2 separate regions of the Zea mays genome follow, and region 2 is linked to region 1. The links are chromatin contacts, called in public Hi-C maps. All regions are on one chromosome and are shown on one strand. The core of a region is the stretch at or near the end of the contact, and the rest is flanking DNA. Distances in the headings are between cores, read along the strand shown. Region 1 has its middle 210 kb from the start of LOC100857076. Region 2 holds the start of LOC100192706.

Evidence for each region. A called contact is a pair of places that touch in the nucleus more often than the background predicts.
Region 2: a contact with region 1 is called in a Hi-C map of ear, with 5 times the contacts expected there. The contact joins the promoter of LOC100192706 here to the enhancer-like site in region 1. A contact is called at or near these places in 2 of 25 Hi-C or Micro-C datasets (ear and tassel).

Annotation. Positions count from the first base shown.
Region 1 is chr10:29,268,097-29,271,818 of Zm-B73-REFERENCE-NAM-5.0, forward strand. No RefSeq gene overlaps it. Among protein-coding and RNA genes, the nearest start is that of LOC100857076, 210 kb to the left of the region's middle. Within about 2 kb of position 1,560, at least 17 of the 20 cell types and tissues checked have an H3K27ac peak or open chromatin away from gene starts, as enhancers often do. A contact at or near this core is called in ear and tassel, where this site is marked.
Region 2 is chr10:29,668,217-29,671,938 of Zm-B73-REFERENCE-NAM-5.0, forward strand. It overlaps LOC100192706, which reads left to right and starts at 1,924. Exons shown (of 1, transcript NM_001348751.1): 1 at 1,924-3,268. The coding sequence starts at 1,991. The coding sequence ends at 3,142.

The DNA of each region.
Region 1 (3,722 bases), core at 310-2,809:
AATTAAACAGCAACATAATTGGAACATGATCATAATAAAACATTAGTTTCCCAAGACCAGGTAGAGCAATAGCAAATCTACCCAATAATTCATCTATTTGCAAGGTGGGGATAAACAATACTATGGAAACCTATTAGGTCCCGTCGAATTAACCTGAGCATGTCACAATGATTAACAACGAACATTATTAGGTAAAAGGAGTGATCAAGGGCACAACTTGCATTAGACTTGAGATCTCAGGTACTAGGATGATCTTTCGATTCTCGTGGCCTCGCTGCTATTCGTAGCAATTCAAACCAACATGGTATAGGAAAAATTAACATCACACCAAACATAAGCACAAACTGCATATTAATATTCGCATCGTAACGAGATTCTCGAGAACCACTAAATTCGGAGTTACTGTGATTAAGTTATGATTTTCCGAAGATTTAAGTGTATATTATAAAACAAATGAGGTACAAGATTTTAACCACAGGTTTTATGGTAATACATGGTTACTAGATGATGAAGAATATTACTAGAGATTAATGCAATTGGAATGGGTCAAAAAGAGTCAAAATGAATTACTTATGAATTAAACAAATATCTGGAATTATTTCTATACTAAAAATTATTTTCTGTATTAATTCATCTCATTTATTCACTATATGGGCTGCGGGCACTAATCTGGAGTTTCCCAGGGTCTATTCTACAAAATTCAGGGCCACAGCGCAATGGTCTTATCAATATTCCGGACTGCAGGTTCATTTCAACAACCAACGACTGCGAATAGATATGTTCGTGTGCTAATCAGAGCCGCTCCATGTGAGATCGACGCCCACCGGCAGGAGTTCATCAGGACCGATCAACACCCAATCTATGGCCGCGATATAATGAGCGAATCGGTATGAGGCCCTTCTAATCTCAGCCCTACGCCAGACGATCAACGGCTAGGAGCTTATCTTCCTCCCCCAGCCAGAATGCGAACTGCACGCCGCCCAAACCCCTCACAACGGCGGACATGACAGGAGCCCCCCCGGGGTCGACCCTACGGCCCTACCTCGCCCTAACCTCTAGTTGAACGGCCCTACGTACAGCGAAGACGGCAACCAGAGAAGATACCCACCCCATGACGGCGTTCTACCCGGCTCACGACGGAAGGCGGATCTGCGATGGAGGAGAGCACCAACGACGAATTCCGGCCCGTACAGGCCGAGTTCTTGGCCGATGATGCCACGCCCGTATTCCTTGGTCGATGGCGAAGCTCCAGGTATAATTCCCAAGCTTCGTACGCCGACGCGTTTGAGCTTCTTGTGTGGCGGTCATGGCAACCCCCGGTTTTATAATGCTAGGGTAGAGCCCACGTGGGGCGTTCGGCTGGGTCAAATCCACATTCACCGTGCGGTCGTCGTGATCCTATTGCGCCAGCAATGATGGATTGGAAGGAGAGGTGCCAAACAAACCCCAACCGAGACTCGCGCAGCGGCATTCTCGCGCGCCGGTACACCTAAGGAAGAAACTGTTGACCACCGGGGTCCGCGTGACAGCCAGACGGCACCGCGCGCAAAGTGACCGACGTCTGGGCCCCACAAGGCAGTGTCGGGCGCGCCACGGCTGGGAAGTGGCCGTGTTTGGGCCCGCAGGCGCGCACGCTAGCCAACGGTTGGTGGGCTGAAAGTTGGAGAAGCGGCCCAAGTGGCTTCCTTTTCTTTTTCTTTTTCTTTTTCTTTTCCCCTTTCTATTCTCTATTTTCTATCTCAATTTCGAATTTAAATTTGATTCTGGTTTTGAATTTTCAAATTTAAGTAAAATACTCATTCAAAAACCCCAATGATGCAAGAGGTATATTTATATTAATTACTTTACTCATTTTCTTACACACTTGTTGTAACTATGCAAAACACACATATTATTTGTTAGTAAAACATTATTTTGAATGTGTAGTTATATTACAAGTATATTCACAAGTTCATATCCATTTGTTTTGATAGAAAACATTTTCCAATGCCCAATTTTTATTAGTATATGATTTAGCAAATATTATTCTATTATGTTTATTTACTCTAGAAAGGGTGAATTCTAAAGTTCAATTATTCATCAAGGGTACTTATTTTGATTGTTTTTTTTTCTCCAACGGATTTCCTTAAGTCACAAGTTAAGTTTTTGGGTATTACAAAGATCCCCCTTCGTATCCTCGTATTTCTAAACGTGCTCCTTTACTTTCTGTTTCCTCAGGTAAACCACCATACATTGATGGTGAAGATTATTTTATGTGGAGTGATTAAATGAGGCACCATCTGTTGAGGGTCTTATCTCTGCCGATGGTCCTCAAGACAAAGACATCATCGGAAAAGTGATTTTGAGGACTCTCTCTCTCTCTACCGAAGGTCCTCGAGACGAATATCTTGTCTGGAAGCAACGACGGCGATTACCGAAGCTACCACCGAAGAACGACAACTTTGGCTTAGCCCAAGCCGAGGAGGAAAAGGCTAGCTACTCCCTAGTGATTTATGTTACAATTACGAACAAATGTTAAGGTTATAAATGTACTTTTACCCAGGTTGCGTCACGTGCCTATAAATAGGTGAACAGTAGCCTCGTACTGTTCACGCTGAATTGTAATAGCTCTCGCATCTACACCTTCGAACAAGATGAAGGTATTAATGTAATATAAATTTGGTTAATGTTCAGATGCGTATTATGAAATACATATGCGTTAGAACCAATAGATTATATTCATTATTTTTATATAGATATTTATCTTCATAAATCATTAAGGCATGTCCTTCATGACCTTTGTATGAAGACTATTATATCCGAAAGGAGATAATACTTCGGAGGACGAAGGTCTTTAATCCTTAACAATTGTGTTGCCTTGTTCTTGATTCATAGCATTTGAGAACATGTAACCAACACCATCTAACCTCACTCCATGAAAGCATTTGGGATATTGTTGAGTTTGGAGTGCAGGCACCACAAGTGGGCGATGAGGACTATGACTTCGATGAGGCCACCCAAGTGAGGCACTTCAACTCCCAAGCCACCTCCATACTCCTCACTTCCTTGTGTAGAGAAGAGTACAACAAGGTGCAAGGGTTGAAAAGTGCCAAAGAAATTTGGGACGTCCTCAAGACGGCACACGAAGGGGATGAAGTAACCAAAATCACCAAGCGGAAAACAATCGAGAGAGAACTCGGTCGGTTCATCCTCAACAAAGGAGAATAGCCACAAACCATGTACAACCGACTCAAGACAATGGTAAACCAAGTCCACAACCTCGAGAGCACCAAGTGGGATGACCATGAAATGGTCAAGGTTACTATAAGATCTCTGGTTTTTCGTAACCCCAATAAAGTGCAATTAATTCGTGAGAATCCTAGATATAAGCAAATGTCTCTCGAGGAGGTGATTGGCAAGTTTGTGAGCTTTGAACTTATGGTCAAAGACTCCAAACACATTGTCAACTTGGAGCAAGGAGCCACCTCCACATCCGAGGTGCAACCCATTGCATTCAAGGCAACAAAAGAAAAGAAGGAAGAGCCTACACCAACCAATAGGCTCCCAATTGATGCCTCTAAGCTTGACAATGAGGAGATGGCTCTTATTAATAAGAGCTTATGGCAAATCCTCAAGAAAAGTAAAGGGAAGGAGTACAAACCTCGCTCCAAGAGGGTTTGCTACCGGTGTGGTAAGTTTGGTCACTATATTGCTAAATGTCCATATGCAAGTGATAGTGACAG
Region 2 (3,722 bases), core at 674-3,173, 400 kb after region 1:
TGCAAAAAAAGTTTGAAAATTAATAATTTAAAATAATATATCACCTTTTAAATCATAATTGATGTTTCTCTGATGTCGAGGGCATTCTATTCGCACGAGAAGGTATTTTAATACTGGTGGAGGATGAAAATTTACAGTGTATGCTAGAAAAATTGTGATGTCAAGTCCCAAATAATCACCTATATTGAAGGTATACATATACAATATTTGTGTCAAGTCGTATAGAACAGCGCACAACATTAGGCTATTCCTTGCGAAAAAATGAAGTCCTTGGAAAATTTAGCGAAAATATATGGAAGCGCTCTCCAATGTTTGTTAGAGATCGTAAGGCACATGTTTGTTATGATATATTCGGAAAAAAGTTGTACAACAAAGAATTTAAAACAATAGATCACTTTAAAACTAAAAATAGTGTTTTTATGATATTGAGGGCATTGTATTGGCACAAGAGGATATTAGAGTACAACTAGTGGATGGAAACATTATTGGACAAGCAAATGACCTTTTGTGGTACCAAATTTCCAATAATTCTCACTATTCAAGGCATACCTAGACGATGTTTATGTCCTCTAAAGTAAAATGCCACACATCATTATGTCACATCGTTTCTTAAAAATAAAGACCATGGAAAATTTAACCAAATTATGTGAGAGAACTATCAAAGCATAAGGTAAGGTTGTAATTTATCTTTTTGCCACCATACGATTGCAAAACAAAGTTCGAATATACAGAATTCCAAACAATATATCACCTTTTAAACCACAAATGACGTTTCTCCGATGTCGAGTGCATGTTATTCGTACGAGAGGGTGTTATTACTGGTGGAGGATGAAAAAGTTACAGGGTATGCTAAAGATTTTTTGTGATATCAAGTCACAAATAATCCTATGCTGAAGGTATACATATACAATGTTTATGTCAAGTCGGGTAGAACAGTGCACAATGTTTTGTCATCCCTTGCAAAAAAAATGAATCCCTTGCAAAATTTATCATAAATGTATGGATGAACTCTGCAATGTTTGTTAAAGATCGTAAGGCAAATGTTTATCATGATATATTTGGAAAAAAAAATTGTACAACAAAGAATCTAAAACTAAAAATAGTATTTCTTTGACATTGAGGGCATTGTATTCGCACGAGAGAAATTATAGTATAACTATTTGATGGATACATTATTGGGCGAGCTAATGACCTTTTGTGATAAGTTTTTAATAATTCTCTCAATTCAAGACGTATCTAGACTATGTTTGTATCTATTCAAGTAAAACAACAAAAATCATTATGCCACATTGTTTAAAAAAATAAAGACAATAAAAATTTTAGTCAAATTGCATGAGAGAACTATCCAAAGATATATTAAATTTGTAAGATACCTTTTTGCAACCGTACAGTTAAAAAGTTAAAATGTAAAATAATAATAATAATAAATTATTTAAATGATAAATGATGCTTATCTAATGTTAAGAGTATTTTATTCGTATGAGAGAGTAATGCACGTCACCTGTTATGCCTCCTACGCTGGACCCGGCTTAGGCCCTGTTTGGTTTGGTATGACTAAAGTTTAGTGACTAAAGTTTGGTTATTTTTAGTCCATAAAGAATCAAACATGATGACTAAAATTAATGACTAAACTTTAGTTCTTTAGTCACCAAGGGATAACTAAAAGGGACTAAAGTAGTATTTTTACCTTATTTGCCCTCTTTACTTTCTTCTTATAGCAAACATTCATTAATTAATAATGGTAAAACAGTCATTATTCACAGCAATTAATGCTCTTTAGTCCGGTTTAGTCATTGAAAACAAACGGAACACTTTAGCGACTAAACTTTAGTCACTAAAATTTATAGTCTAATGACTAAAGGAACCAAACAGAACAGGTCATTAGTCCGAGGCTCCAAGCTGTGCCGACAAAGTGATGAATCACCCAAACAACCACACTGACATCTCATCTTGATCCATCCAGCTTTGCCTCGATCGCCGGCCGGTAGCCATGTCCCCCACGGAAGAAGCCGCTGGTGGTGGTGGCGACGACTATGACCGCTTGAGCGAGCTGAAGGCGTTCGACGACAGCAAGGCCGGCGTCAAGGGCCTCGTGGACGCTGGCGTCACGACCATCCCTGCCATCTTCCGCGGCCATCTCCTTCAGGAAGGGCCGAAGGTATCGTCCTCTAGCAGTAGCAGCAGTACTAGTCTTAGCATTATCCCGGTCATCGACCTCTCGGCGGCGGACGCAGTCGCACGGGAGGAGGTGGTCGCCCAGTTGAAGGCTGCAGCCGAGACGGTGGGGTTCTTCCAGCTGGTGAACCACGGCGTTCCCAGCGAGCTCCTGTGCGAGATGCTGCCGTCGGTGAGGCGGTTCAACGAGGAGCCCCACGAGGTGAAGCGGCCCTACTACACGCGGGACGCACGTCGCAAGGTGCGGTTCAACTCCAACTTCGATCTGTTCCAGTCGCCGGCGGCCAACTGGCGCGACACGCTCTTCTGCGAGGCAGCGCCGGAGCCGCCGCGGGCGGAGGAGCTGCCGGTCGCCGTCAGGCACGTGATGCTGGAGTACGGCGGCGCGGTGCGGGAGGTGGCGGCGCGCGTGCTGGGGCTGCTCTCGGAGGCCCTGGGGCTGAGCCCCGGGCACCTCGCAGGGATGGGGTGCGCGGAGGGCCTCAGCCTGGTGTGCAACTACTACCCGCCGTGCCCGGAACCGGACCTCACCCTGGGCTGCAGCAGGCACTCGGACCCCAGCTTCCTGACCGTGCTGCTGCAGGACTCGCATGCGCAGGGCGGCCTGCAGGCGCTCCTCGCATCCAGGTGGCTGGACGTGCCTCCGGTGGCCGGCGCGCTCCTGGTGAACGTCGGAGACCTTCTCCAGCTGGTCAGCAACGGGCGGTTCAAGAGCGTGGAGCACCGGGTGGTGGCTAACCGGAGCAGGGACACGGCGAGAGTGTCAGTGGCGTGCTTCTGCAACGCGGACATCGCGAGATCCACGAGGCTGTATGGACCCATCGCGGAGCTCATCGCCGCGGACGACAGCGACGGCGCGGGAAGGGCGCTGTACAGGAACGTGACGGTCCCGGAGTTCCTAGCGCACTACGACAAGAAAGGCCTCGACGGTCGCCCGGCGCTCCACCGCTTCCAGCTGCTTCAATAATTTTACATCACATCAGTCCTGACTCTGGTGATATCATGTCAGTATGTCACTGTGGGCTACTCCGGTACTCTAATACAGTTATGGATGGATCAGATCAATACTAATCTCTGGTAATTTTTTTTAAGGATCTAGAGGAGTCGAAGCCCCTATAGCTTAAATTAAGAACTTAAAGAAAGAGTTAAGGTCTTAAGGATATACAGATTCAAGAAACAAAAAAAAAAGCTCCAGGCAGTAAACTAGAACAGATTGTTTTTAGTCATAAATCAAAAGAGGTTGAAAGCCTTGGCTTCATAGTCCACCCGGTGGATTGAGAGAGATTAAATCTCTTTCTATTTAATTTTAAATAGAAAGGGATTTAATCCTCTTAATCCCCTCTAACCAAACAAACAAGCACGGAGCAGCAGTATCTCTTTGAAGAGCGATTTACAGTCCCAGTTCAGCTGCCTCCTTTGAAGATTGAATCATTTCTTGTTGTCTAGATCGCTCAACACATAAGAACTAGTGTATTCAGACTGAAACTGGTCCCTCAGAGCTGCAGTGACCAATGCGAAAGTAACTTGCACTGAGGCGTCTAAGTTCA